Regions from separate parts of the Zea mays genome. Here all the other regions are linked to region 1. A link is a contact called in public Hi-C data. All regions are on one chromosome and are shown on one strand. The core of a region is the stretch at or near the end of the contact, and the rest is flanking DNA. Distances in the headings are between cores, read along the strand shown.

What was found. Hi-C and Micro-C count contacts between places; a contact is called where the count stands out from the background.
Region 2: a Hi-C map of tassel shows a contact between it and region 1, with 4 times the contacts expected there. The contact joins the promoter of LOC100501814 here to the promoter of LOC100383579 in region 1. A contact is called at or near these places in 3 of 25 Hi-C or Micro-C datasets (ear, leaf and tassel).
Region 3: a Hi-C map of ear shows a contact between it and region 1, with 2.3 times the contacts expected there. The contact joins the promoter of LOC100279387 here to the promoter of LOC100383579 in region 1. A contact is called at or near these places in 5 of 25 Hi-C or Micro-C datasets (ear, endosperm, leaf and 2 more).

Annotation. Positions count from the first base shown.
Region 1 is chr2:71,570,663-71,575,259 of Zm-B73-REFERENCE-NAM-5.0, forward strand. LOC100383579 (2-oxoglutarate dehydrogenase E1 component) reads right to left here and starts at 1,879. Exons shown (of 10, transcript NM_001176227.1): 1 at 1,816-1,879; 2 at 1,552-1,698; 3 at 1-1,428. The coding sequence starts at 1,310. LOC118476322 reads right to left here. Exons shown (of 5, transcript XM_035965296.1): 3 at 4,314-4,597; 4 at 2,828-4,208; 5 at 2,371-2,757. The coding sequence ends at 4,044.
Region 2 is chr2:72,216,235-72,220,831 of Zm-B73-REFERENCE-NAM-5.0, forward strand. It overlaps LOC100501814 (Major facilitator superfamily protein), which reads right to left and starts at 1,859. Exons shown (of 3, transcript NM_001401914.1): 1 at 1,511-1,859; 2 at 1-208. The coding sequence starts at 1,852.
Region 3 is chr2:70,982,079-70,986,675 of Zm-B73-REFERENCE-NAM-5.0, forward strand. LOC100279387 reads right to left here and starts at 2,067. Exons shown (of 7, transcript NM_001152400.1): 1 at 1,576-2,067; 2 at 904-1,076; 3 at 594-691; 4 at 1-47. The coding sequence starts at 1,945.

The DNA.
Region 1 (4,597 bases), core at 629-3,128:
TTGTTGACCACGATATGTATTGTCCCACCAGTGGTGTAGTTTTCAAGGGCACTGAGATGCAGTGTCTCATACACAACGCCCTGCCCTGAGAAACTACCATCACCATGCAGCAACACACCCAAATTCTTGGTCCTGTCACGGTCATTGGAATAGTACTGTTTCGCTCTTGTCTTCCCAGCAACAACAGGATCGACTGCTTCCAAATGACTTGGGTTCGCAACCAGTGACAGATGGATATGTTTCCCGCCCCTGGTAGGCCTGTCATATGAAGTTCCAAGATGGTATTTGACATCACCAGTACCTGTATACAACCCCTCCCCTTCATTGACAGGCTTGGTACCACCACTAAACTCACTAAATATCTGTCGCAAGGGCTTCCTCACAACATTTCCCAAGACATTTAACCTGCCTCTGTGCGGCATCCCAATGACAATACTCTCTACACCAAGATCAGCTGCTCTGTCAAACATCTCCTTCATGCCAGGGATCAGAGTCTCAGCGCCTTCAAGACCAAACCGTTTTGCAGTCGTCCACTTGGTCGCCAAGAAATTCTCAAACTGTGTACTCCAGATAAGCCTATCCAGCATGACCTGACGACGATCATAAGTGTACTCCCTTGGGTTAACTGTTTCGATCCTATCCCTGAGCCAGTTGCACTTCTCCCTGTCAGGTATGTGCATGTACTCATACCCAATGGTGCCGCAGTAAGCCTGCTCGAGCCGCTCCAGCACGGAACGCAGTGTCTGCACTGGCCGGTTCTCGGACAAGAACCCAGCCATCATCCACACCCCAAGGAAGAATTCACGGTCCAAGTCTGCCTCAGAGAATCCATAGAACCCCGGGTCCAGCACATCCGGGACTGGGCGCTCCTCAAGCCCCAGTGGGTCGAGCTTGGCCTTCAGGTGGCCGCTCACCTGGTACGCCCTTACGAGCAGCAGCAGCCTCATGCTCTCCTGGATGGTCTGCCCGGAGAGGCCAGGCGAGGTGGCGGCAGCCTGGCCGACGAAGTTGCGGAAAAAGTTGTCCCAGGACTCGTCGACGGAGTTGGGGTCGGCCTCCCATGCTCGCTGCAGCTCCTCGAGGTAGACGCTACTGGTCCCGTCGAGGAAGCTGTCGGTGAGGCGCGAGAGCGGCACCGCACGGGGCGCGGGCGCGGCGAACCTGCGCGGGCGTGTGGAGTGGAAGTACCGCGCCGGCATTGCACCCGGGACGGCGCCACCGCTGCCGGCGAAGGGGCTCGCTGCGGCGCGCGAGAGGTTCCGCCGCAGCGCCAAACGAGCCAGACCGGACGCCGCCCGGAACAGCCCCATTTTCAGATCAAGGTCGCTTCACCAAAAATCGATCGCAAAATGTATGTGTCTGACTGTGGATTGCCGGAATCTAGCCTGCCATCAGTCGCCGCGCACGTGATCGATCGCACGTCCCCCTCTGCACCAGAACAGGAGATTTGATTAAGATCTCTATATAGAGAGCGGCAGGAACAACAACAAATTAGGCACCGAAATTCCAGTGGAAGGGGGCTCGTGGAAGGGAACTGAATTTCGCACGTACTGCTTCTGGGCTTCCCAAATCAAACTAAATCTCGATCGATTACGCACCGCACAGATCAATAATCACAGCAAAACTGGCATATCGGTCCTCATCCGAGATCGGTCACTCCGTACAGGGCACTGATGAACGCGATCTCTCCCCACAACCCTAGAGAATTAAGAACAATCACTAAGCTGATTCCGCAGCAAACAACCGATCGGATCACGACAGAAAACCGCGTGACGGAATCCGGCACGGAGGGCGCAACGAGCGGGCGGGGCTTACAGTGGGCGAGGTCAGCTGGAGCGGGGGAGACGGGGAGTAGAGGCCTGTCTCGCGCCGCGCTCCGGTTGTTCGGGAAAGGAGGATGGGAACGGTTATGCTTCGAGGGCGAGTTATTTGCCCGTTCACCATTATCAAAGGCGGGCTTCGCCCAATTGCCATCATGGGCAATGTGCTTCGCTACTCTGCCAGTTTCAAACAACGGTTCACAGATATAATGCCATTTGTACTTCTTCACTGACCTGGACGTTAACTCTTACACTTTAACTGACAATTATACCCTTGGCTCTTAACGTTGTTAACTGTACACGAACGAAGTTGGTGCCTAGACTGACTGCACACCTCCAAAACTGTACACGTCCAAACTGCTCACAGTTTCAGAGTTTCAAATACCCTATTCAGACCAAGCATTCACACGTTAATTGTACCCTTGGCTCTTTTCACAGTTTCTAGCGCACAGCATTCACATGCATTCAGACCAAGCAAAAAAATGCACATGTTTTCAGCAAAAAAACAGCATTCAAATGACAAAGCTGGCGCAAAGTTTTCAGCACACCAAACGACAAAATTCACATGAAATTTCAGAGGTGTTCACAGTTCAAATGACCTCATAGATGTTCACAGTTTAGACTCACTGGTTTCATATATGTTCAGAAAGCTAGATAGTAAATTTTACACACATTCGACCCATACAAAGAGTCACACAGTTCATACATATTGATTTCAGACAGGTTCAAACAGACACATTCAAATATTTGTTGTTCTTCTTCTTCCTTGGTGTCATTCACTTGCTGTCAGGTTCTTCTTCCTTGGTGTTATTTTTTTTGCAGGCTTTGCATTCTTTATTGTTGCAAGCTTTGTTGGCGACACATTCAAATATTTGTTGCTGCCAAGGTTGAAGTCAGCCTGCTCGCTTGTGCTCTCCCCAAGCAACATAGCAAGCCCCTGCAAAAAAATGAATTAGAATGCAGTTATAATTAGTTGCAACACAGATAACTTCACAAATAGTGCTGACCTTCTAGTCAATCTAACAGGGCTATCCTGTAATATTGTTTCTCTATTTGGTCTGATAGGACTTGATATGATAGCATTTGTCTCTTGCACATCTTGGTATGCATTAGCTGTCTCTTGCGCAGTTTGGTCTACAGCAGCATTTGTCTCTTCCACATTTTGGCCTCTCCTTTTTGTTGGTAGTTTGGCATTCTCTCCATACTTAGTGGTATTCTTTCGTGGTTTCCTCTTCCTCTTTTTTGTTCCATTTAGCGAACACTTGTAGCTTGTTTCTCCGTGCCCTAGCTCTCCACATCTTTTGCACTTTCTTTTTCCTCGGATCATTTGTTTCTTTGTCCCCCATTCAGCTTCTACAGCAGCCACCTTTGCATCTTTTTTGGGTTTTCCACCACCTCCACCCTCCAAACAACTTTTGATCCTAAGTTTTCTCTGTCTACCAGCAAGCCTTTTGTCCAGTGGTGCTCCAACAACAAATGGCAAGTCCACTTCAGGCCATTGTGTTCTGTCAGGAAGTGGCTCAATCAATCTTGAGTATGCTTTCCTAAACCTCTCAACAGAATAATATTCATGCACAAAGTCTTCCATGTTTACATCTACTGTTTGTTGTGCTGTGATCAAAGCAAGAGCATGTTGACAAGGTTTACCTGTTTGCTGCCATTCCTCACAAGTGCAGTGATGCAAATAAGACTTCACCACATGCCTGTTATGGGTGCTGCTACTATCCAAAATCTCTGCAGAAATGCAGTTAGCCTTAACAACAGATAGATGTCCTAATCCCCTAGTCCTTGCTTTTAATTGATGTATTATTGCAGGAAGGATCCTTCCACTAAGTCTTTCTCCAATAATTCTCCTCTTGTTCCACAACACCATTACCATCTGCCTATACTTGTCAGCAAGTTCATGTACAGGCAAGTCTTTGAAGTCCTTAATCCAATTATTGAAGACTTCTGCAAGATTGTTTGTGATGTAATCACATTTGATTTCTGGGTTGAATTCACTCCTCCTCCATAACAGTTTGTGGTTTTTGTCTAGCCAATCCTTGGCATCAGGGGAAGCCTCTACAACTTGGTTGAAAAAATACTGAGACACCTCTTTCCTATAGGCTCTTGCCGTTGGATACATCTTTGAGAAAATATCACCACCAAACCTCTTAACAAAATTATTCATCAAATGCCTGAAGCACTCCCTTTGCTCAGCTCGAGGGAACACCACCAAACCTCTTAACAGAAGTCTTCCTGTAACTTGTCCCTCAGCTCAACAGTCTTCATGGCTGGTTTCTTTTGCAGGATATGAACAGCTTTAGAAGCTACCCAAGCACTAGTGGGTGTAGTGGTTTTCCTTCTTGCACTTGAGGTACAGGTGTGTCCACCAATCAGCACAGTCACCTGAATACATAAAAAAATCATAAATCACTAATAGCTTTACTGAAACAATAAAATACATGCTATGTACAAGAAACATAATAGACTAATAGTTGCACCAAAAAATACCATAACAGTTTTCCCATCTGGTTGTCTCCGTCCAACAATATGCCAAGGACATCCATCTCCTTTGCAATACCCAATGTACCTAGCTCGGTCAGTTTTTGCAATGTGAAGCTCAAATTCCTCATTTATGGCAAATTGACGCATAGCCAATCTAAACTCTTTCATGTCAGGATACACTGTGCCAATACTCATGCTGGGCTTATCTGGGTCATGCACAAACACTCTCTCCTCAGGCACATCATCATCAACTGGAATCTCTGCGCCAAAACTATCATCCAAAAGATGAG
Region 2 (4,597 bases), core at 609-3,108, 650 kb after region 1:
CAGCAACCATGAAGATAAGCGCAGCATGGTCTGGTGTGTGCATCACTGTATAAACTTGTGTCAGAATGGCGCTAGTTAGGCCCATAAATCCTTTGAGGATGCCCACTGTTGGGCCCCTGCTCTTTGGGAAATTCTGGATGCTTGTAACAAGTGAAGCCGTGATGAAATACGTCTGGCCATTTGTTCCAATAAAGATAACAACACACATCTGGATACGAAAACGATGAAATGTTGCATGTTAGGTTGAGAAAATAAACAATAAAGTTATGTACTTTTGTTCAATTCATTTGAATATGAGGGATGAGTAAAAACAACACTAGAATAACGTAAAAGGATATCCATTTTATTCATACGAGTTGCAGTTGTGGTCTCATGGCTGGCATGGCATGTATAGGATAAGTTTTAACTTGAGGAGTTCATGGTAACATTAATTATTTCTCTAAAATCAAACCAGAGCGATGTTAGGGGGGGGGGCGTGCAAGAGTAGGTACATTAACCTTGAAATAAGAGGAACACGATAAAAGGAAAAAAACAATAAAGCAAGACAAGGCAGAAACAAATGCAGTGCACATCATTTTCAGTTGAGCTGGAAACATGCAAATAATGATGGTAACCAGATTTTGTGCTGATACCAGTTGCCAGCCATCCACAGCAAAATCATAACTTTGAGGTGTCCGTTTATGGTGTGGCGTGAAATATGTTGAATCACTTGTTTTCAGAATGGAAAACTCGCATAGTTTACTCCCCTCTGGCATAATGTGGCACAGTCATGACACAAGAGCAGCTCCGATGTACTCCCTCCGTCCTGTCCTAAAATAAGTCTCCATCCCGCACTTCGATAAGCCAAACAATATTAACTTTGGCCAAATCTATACCAAAACATACTAGTAATATTTATGATATCAGACAAGCATCATTAGATTAATCACGTCATGAATCTTCGTAGTAAATCTATTTGAAGATAGAAATATTGATACAATTTTCTTTCAAAATGCGAGAGTGGAGACTAATTTTGGGTGTGAGGGAGTAAGCATAAATGGAGCCATGTCAAAAAAAGTAAAATCAGACCGATCTGTATATATAGGGGAAGACAAGGGGAACGCCAGGGCTGGTGTGGCGGAGGCGGAGGCCGCGCCCGCTGCCCGCATACTGAGGCTCGGCGGAATCCGACAGCCGCGCTCGTCACCCGCCCAGCAGCGGCCCTAAACCAGCGCGGGTGGAGCTGGAGCCGTGGTGGAGGTGACAACCGTGACAGGTGATGCAGACGGAGTGGAGCAGGGTCGCAGCAGACAGAAGCCACGGGGATGGGTGGAAGTGGAATGGATATGGACATGGATGCTTAATTGCTTATACATTTTTTTAAAAAAAAAGTCACTGGCATATGGGGCAGGGTAACCAAGTCCTACGTGGACCAGATATGTACACCGAAATTCCCTCCTTTTTTCTCAACTTTTTCTTCCTTTTTTCCCGAAATTTAACCAACTCCAAACAGCCAGGATCAGCAGCATACCAGCCAGAGGGGCAGCGCCGGCGCGTTCCCGGAGACGACGAGCCAGAGCCAGCCGTAGCCGAGGAAGTTCTGCGCGGCGCCGATGGCCAGCAGCGCCCACGGCGGCCACGTCGCCGAGAGCGCGCCGGCGAGGAGGCCGAGGCAGCCGCCAACGTTCTTGGCGACACCCAGCGCGGCCACCTGCGGCTGGTCGTAGCCCAGCCTGGCCTTGACCACCGGCGAGATGGCGCCGAAGATGTAAGTGGTGCCGGCCATGGACTGCATCCACATGGCCCCAACGAACACAAGCCATCGGTTCGTCCAGAACGCACGCGTCCTCTCCTCGAGCTTGCCCATGGCCATGGGTCGGGTTGCAGGGGATTTTTGCTCAGGAATGCCAATTTGGAGACAGGTCAGAGAAGGCTTTCAATCGCAGGCAAACAAGAGACGCACACGCAAGTACGGTAGACAAACAAGCGACGCACACGTCCACCTTCAGTCGACGGGTCATTAAAATTGAAAAAAAAATATCAATGCCACGGTTCACGCACCTATTTCAATAATACGAAATCTCGGACTTTATATATTGTCACAGTTCACAAACACATTTATACAATACGAAATCTCGGACTATATATATATAGATGACCAAAGAACTTGACCAAACGGACTATTGGAACTTGCGCTCTTGGGCAAGATGATCCAACGGGGGAATAAGAGGAATGCAAACAAGGTTTTAGCTTGAGATGACAATTGCTCTTTTGATTTAGCCTCTCAAGGTCACTGTACGGAGGTATTTATAGGTGCCTAAGTGACCAACGTCTTGGAGTAAGAACGCATGTGCCCTCAGGCACCTAGGTTATCCCCGGAATATTCCCATAAGCTGGGTTACAGACTATCATTACAGAAAAGCCCTTACAAATCGGGCCCGTAACACACTCAGACGCGCGGGGCCTGTTACAATGGGCCGAATTCCACGTGGGCTTTCGTGTTCGACGAGGACGCGGGACGGGGGCGACCTCGTCGTAGGCCTTCGTCTTGCAGCGTAGTGGACGAAGGGTGGAACCCGCCGATCGTTTCGCCTCCATTGGTGCAGCGAGATTGGCGAAGGCATCGAGCGAAGGGTAGCGTCTTCGCCTTCGCCCCAACATTTGCCCTCCGAGGGACCAGTTCGACTAAGTCATCTGGTGCCGAAGACATTGCTAGATGGTGGAGACGCTGCCCTCGCTCGAAGTGGTTCTGTGGGGGTTTTTGATGTGAGTGTTGACGGACGTGGTACTGTTGGACTGCGGGTTTCCCGAAGTGTCGCGTCCTGTGTATAAAAAGGGGAGCGGGGCGGCGCGGGTCAGGTTCTCTTTCTGCGCGCCGCAAAACCCTAGCCTCCTTTTTAAACCGTTCGTCCGCTCGCCTGCCCTCCTTGCTCCTGCTCATCGGAGATCTGGCCCGCGTCAAGCAGACCGCCCGCCGCCGCCGACGGTACGTAGCCATGTCGTCCTCTTCCTCATCTGTTGCAAATACACCGCCGGCCGGCGCATCGTCCGAGGACACTTTGAGCAACATGGCGACGGAGGAGTTACATCCTAGTGATACAATGGAGTTTGGTGTGTCGCGGATTTCCTCGGTCCGCATTCAGGATATGCAACAGCTTGGATATTTTGGCAGCGGAGTGGGGCGTGTCCCGGGGGCGGAGGAGGTCCCCGAGCCAGAAGGCGAGTTGGTCGTTTTTGAGGCGTTTTTCACCGCTGGCCTTCGTCTGCCTGCACATCGATTCGTGGCGGAGGTCCTGCGGAGATTCGAGGTCCAGGTCCAACAGCTGACGCCGAATGTCGTGGTGGCCCTGGCGAAGTATGTGTGGGCGACGACTTCGTATGGTGGTCAGCCCTCTGTGGAGGTCTTCGCAAAACATTACTATCTGCATTGGCAAAAGAGGAAAATTGGACATGAGATTGCACAGTTTGGATCGTGCACGTTTACGCCGAGGACCGGCAAGACTTCGATGGAAGTCGTGGAGTTGGTTCCTTACGCCCGCAATAAGTGGGGCAACTGGTGGGATTTCTGGTTTTACGTTTCCGAAGGCGCAGTTGAAGACCATCCAGGACTCCCCGTGGCTGTCATGTGCTCCCATTATTATGTGGCGTACCCGCAGTTTGAGGTGGCGGAGGATGATGAAGACGAGGGAGCCCTTCGGTGCGCTGCCCGCGTGAGTAGCGGGCGCGATTTAGTGGAGGAATTTATTGGTTATGGGGTATGGCCCTTGGCACATGGCTGGGCGCTGGGTGAAGTATGCCCTCACGAGATGCCTTCCCGGGGCGGGCAGCGGGTGCGAAGTCCGGCCTTCGCGTTGGAATTGCATGGTCGGGATCCCGCCGCATTCGTGCGCGAGGCGGAAGACGGTGCGGCGAGGATCGTGGGGCGCTATGTGCCGAAGACAGAGGGTCTGCAGAGCTGGGATATCCATGGGGCCAACGATAGATTGAATCGGGTCTTTGAATTGAACGGCTTGCCATACGGTGGTTATCCCGGGGAAGACGCCGCCGACCGCCGTGGGAAAAACCGATGGGCGTGACCGAGGAAGAGCCTTCGCAGGTGGCTGCCCCAGCCACTAAGAAGAGAAAATTAGGTACTGCAGTGGGGGGACTGGGGGTCTCCGATAGTTTTGCTAGGAAGTTGATGGGGACGTGCGTAGCCCTCGGGGGAAGGATGTCTTCGCCCGAGCTCCGGGAGTCTTCGGCGTGAATGCTGGAGGTTACCGGGGGTTGATGGCCCAAGAATGTTCCGATCCCCCGCGCGGCTGGCAAAGACTTCGTTACATCTCGCATGGCTCGTGACTTAAAGGTGTTTCCTTACGAACGGAATATTGCTGTTGTTGTGTCGGCAATGATGAACAAGGACCGTCAAGACGCCGCGCAGAAGCGCTGGGTGGTCGTCAGGATCGCAGATCCTAGGCGCGAGGCAAAGAGGGCACGAGGGAGTGCGAAGAGTGCTGCTGCCTCCGGCAGTAGCAAGCCAGTGCCGGCTGCGAAACCGGTTGTACCCGAACCCAGCAAGGCGTCGGCGAGCGCGAATACTGCCGCCTCTGGCGGAATCAAGCCTCCCTCGGGCGAACCC
Region 3 (4,597 bases), core at 817-3,316, 590 kb before region 1:
AAACAAAACTAATGCCCATGTATTTTACAAGGCAGTGCAGCTTTTTCCTGCAAAATAATAGAATAACATGAGTATGTGAATAGGACAGACTTTCAAACTAAAACTCCTTACAGTCATAAACAGATATCAGGCAACAGTTGTTAATAAAGGACTTTATGTACAAAATAACGACCATGTCTGTACATTGCTACTTTCGCTGCTGACACAAGAGTGCAAGTGTTTCAAGTGTGGATGTTGCTTAACAATGTGCTGAGATGATGTGTCTCTGATCCATTCACTCATTTTCTAATTCCTAATAGGTTCAGTTCAGCGAATATGTTATTTGAGCCATATAGAATCACATACGTTCCACACACTCATCATGAATTGTTTAGTTCACAGGTCTACATACTTTTTTATTTTAAAAAGGAAACATTAGTACTGACAATAAGCAATAGACTTCAACTCTTAAAGGTACATGTTCTTGTTTTGAACAATTAGTTCGTACAGAAAAGGAGTTCTTGTTTTGAACTGGTGGGAAAATACTTGCAATCATGAAACATTGTAGGAATACTGTATTACTGTGATAGTTAGGTGAGTACCTGTTGCCTTACCCTGCAAGATCACCATCCGTTTTCCCATGCAAGCTATTGATCATCAAAGCTGTAGCTGTTCCACCAGGGAATGCAAGCTTGTAATCAATCACCATTACCTGCAATGACAAGATTGGAAATTGCTTACTAACTGAAACACTTTAACTAAGCAACGGAAGGTAAAAAACTGATGGATGTTTTGAGCAGTTGAGCTATCCTCAATTTTATAAAGCCATGTGCTGTAGTTCATTATTTTGAAACGACTGAGGCAAAACTCGAGAAGCCATCCGATGCATGCTGAAAACTTTTCCCAACCAGGAAAAAGAGGTACCTTTCGAAGCAAGACAATGCTAAATGGCCCAACGAGAGCAATGAGGAACAAGAAACTGATCATCCAGCCAAGTGAAGGATCCTTAACATCTTCGGCTCGATTACCGGGATAGTCTGGTCCCACGAGCTCATAAGTCTTCCTGTCCATAGCAAAGATGTAGGAGGCGGAGCACCCTACAAAGAATACCGATTCTCTAATTAGAGAAGGAAATCACAGTGAAAAAATGTCAGTGATGCACAACAGAAGCTGAATACTGAACAATGCATGGGCGCGGGAATGGAACAGAAGGGAGATGAGCCAGTATTGGGCTGTCGGTCGCGCAGGCCCAATCCTAGAGTATATGGATATGAGTGGGCTGAGTGAGCACCGGCTTGTAATAAATACCATCGCCATACGATGTAGATGGTTTATGAATGAAATGAAACAGAACTCCAATTTCTGCCCAACCTCTGTTAATCTCTAGCCTATCTCTTTCTCTTCTTCTTCCTTTTCCTTACCTCGTCTCGATATCGAGGTGTCAGCATCGTGGGACGCTGACAAAAAAAATGTTAAAGAAATTTGAAGTGATCAAAGCACTACGGGGGGGTTTTTTTTTAGCAAAACTTGGAGCTCTAAAGATATTAGCTGTCAATGGGGAATCCTAGTTGGAAGTAGAGTAGGGACCCGACGTACCGCTAAACGCGAGGCCGGCGCATGCTATGGCGCACGTCTGGATGACGGTGTTCTCCTGCCTCGTGAAGGGCGGCCCGCGGCCAAACCCTAGCCACCCGGCGGCAGCACGCCACGCCGCGGCGAGGAAGAAGGCGAGGAGGCCCGACGCGACGTTAAGCGCCGGTATAACCCCGACGGTGAGGTTGAGGCGGTGGATTACCACGCAGAGCAGCGCGCCCAGCGCCGCAGCCACGGCGACGCCACGGACGGTGAGCTGCTCCCTCCAAGGGCACGTGGCCTGGGTTGTGGGGTCTTGTAGGAGGAGCGGGGAGGAGACAGGGTGAGAAGCACGTGGAGGTGGCGCCGGCGGGGAGGTCTCCGCGGGCGTCATCGCCGGCGAGGAGCAGAGCCGTAGACGAGCTTTCTTGAGACTGGTCAAGCAAGGGCTTGCTCGCGTTTTCTCCCGTCAGATGTGCGATTCTTCTATCCCATCCTTTGCAACGTCGCATCCAAGATGACTACTACGATCAGAATGCCTATTCCATCTCTGAGTGCTGTAGTTGTCCAAGGAGACATCCTTTCGTTGGTGTCCCTTGTTTGACTGGGTATCCAGCATGTAGCTGCACATCTCTATAAGGGAGCAAAACTCTCTTGTAATGGCATAATACAAAATGGACTATTCTTTCATCTTGTCAACAGAACCCAACATGGAGTCAATATCCGGGGCGACGACAGGCACGCTTGCTGCTCTCCCCCCACCGTACAGCAATGTTTTTCTCTGGTGTTGGTTGCTGCAACCTCCTGGGGAAACATGCAGTTCGAGCCAAATGAAACCTGCACAGTTAGTTAATGTGACTTCCTTAGTACTGCATAGGGCAATTTGTCATCTTCAGTCCTGCTGGCAGAGGATTCTCCAAACTCTTCCTCATCCAGAACTTCTGTGTCAGTGATGTAGGAATGGTGGGGTTAGTTGAAGAAAATGTCTTGCAATTTCGACTAAAGACTAAAAAAAATATACCAGGATTTCCAGAGTAGTGGGAGAGTAACATGATAATCATGGGTATAATCCTGCAAAAAAAAGGAAAACAAATCAATAATTCTGAAGAGGAAGCAATCCACATTATTAGTAGTTTGGTATTTACACACCCATGGTTCTGCATATTCTTTTGGTAACTTCGAAGTTCCACCTGAATATGCATCGGAAACAAGGTGTTAAGGTCCCAAAATAGCAATTTGTATGGGATGGTTCGAGTCATAAGCAATGAAGATAAATATCTTTCACTGACACCTGCTGAAGAATCCTTTTTGGGCATGGGAAAATATCTTGCATAAGAAGAGTTTCCTTGTCCAAATGCAACCTTTGTACCGCTTTTTGCTGAGAGCAATGCGCTCTTAGCTAGGTGTGCAGCAGGAAAAAAATATCACTAAAATTACAAAAAAGTACAATTATAACCACCAAAACAAAAACCTTGTTTACCTTTTAGACGATGTTTAAAAAAAATATCACTAAAATTACAAAAAAAATTACAATTATAAACACCAATGCATTTTAAGACAACCTAATGCAGAAGTACGTCCCTGTATTAAATTGTGATGAATCTCCCAACCAAAACATGCAATTAAGTTAGCCAACTCAGAGCCCATCTTAACAAGTTCAGAGGCCGCTCATGCATTTAACTCTTAACAAGTTTAGAGGCCGCTCATGCATTTAACTCTTAGGTACATTTTTGGACCATACGAACCAATATGGTGTGCATCTTAACAAGTTCAAGAACCTAGAAATGTATTTTTAAAGTTTGTGGACATAAGTGACATCCCTTTACAAGTTCAGAGGCCGCTCATGCATTTAACTCTTTAGATTATAAAGCATGCGGTGAACAAAACTAGGATTCTTACACTTTTCCTCAGACTTAATTCTTGTAGAGGAATACTTGTTCTGCAAAATGAGGCAAGTTAATGTATACATCAACAAATTCTCAAATGAAAAGTTTGTAGACACAAATAACTGCCAAAAACCAAAGAGAACAATTAGTACCTGTGACATCTTAAGTTTCATCAATTACTCCTTATCCACATCTTCTTCCTTGCTCTCCTCAACTGGTTCCCTATCAAGTTACGGTAAAATCTCACTTTACATCAAAATTGTCATTTCTACAAATCTCATGTGGAAGACATCTAGGTAAGGATAAATAAAATGTAGACTGAATCACATACTTTTTGAGACAACCTTGACAAGTTTCTTCTGAGGTACTTTTGGTGAGAATTTAAGTCCCCCTTACATTTAAAAAACAACATTAGTAAGGATAGCATAGAGACAAACTATATGACAAATGAGAAATGACCAAGGAAATACCAACCTTGCGAGGAGGTGGTCCAAGGGGGCCATCTATTTCCTTATTGACTTTGCACTTGCCATCCATGATAAGAAGTGTTAAATCTGCAAAACCTGAGGAGCAGACTAGTGTGAGTAAACATCAATTTCAGCACTGCATTTATCTACAGACTCCAACCAAAATGAGATGTTTCAAATTTCTTTGACTCCAGAACGAGATTAAACATTAAGCTCCCATGTTTATCATCATGAACCAATCGGTGACAGATCCAGTATTTGTAGCTAGGGGTGGTAATGCATCATGATTCAAATGTATGTTTCTTCACGATTCGTTTGAGTCCTTAATTAATTTTAGTTCAAATAAATAGAAATAAAGTATGTTCCTGATACGATCTGATCCTTAAATTTGATAATTTAAAATTTAGAGCCCATTACCATCCCTGTGTGTAGCATGCTAGGGGTACCTTAGGACAACCTGGTAAGACTACCACATAGGGTTCCAAGAAGTGGCACTAAGCGCCCGATTCAGCACAATGAAGCCCTAAGCGGACGAGTATTGATTTTCTTTGGGTCATAAGCACTCCAAAAGTGACAGCAGCCGGAGCCGGGCTCCATCAATGATCCACCAGAGGTGGGAGGAGAGAGAGGCACGCACACATGGTCACCGACTGGTGTGTAGAGGATCGGAGGAGTAGGGTGTGAGGCGACTGG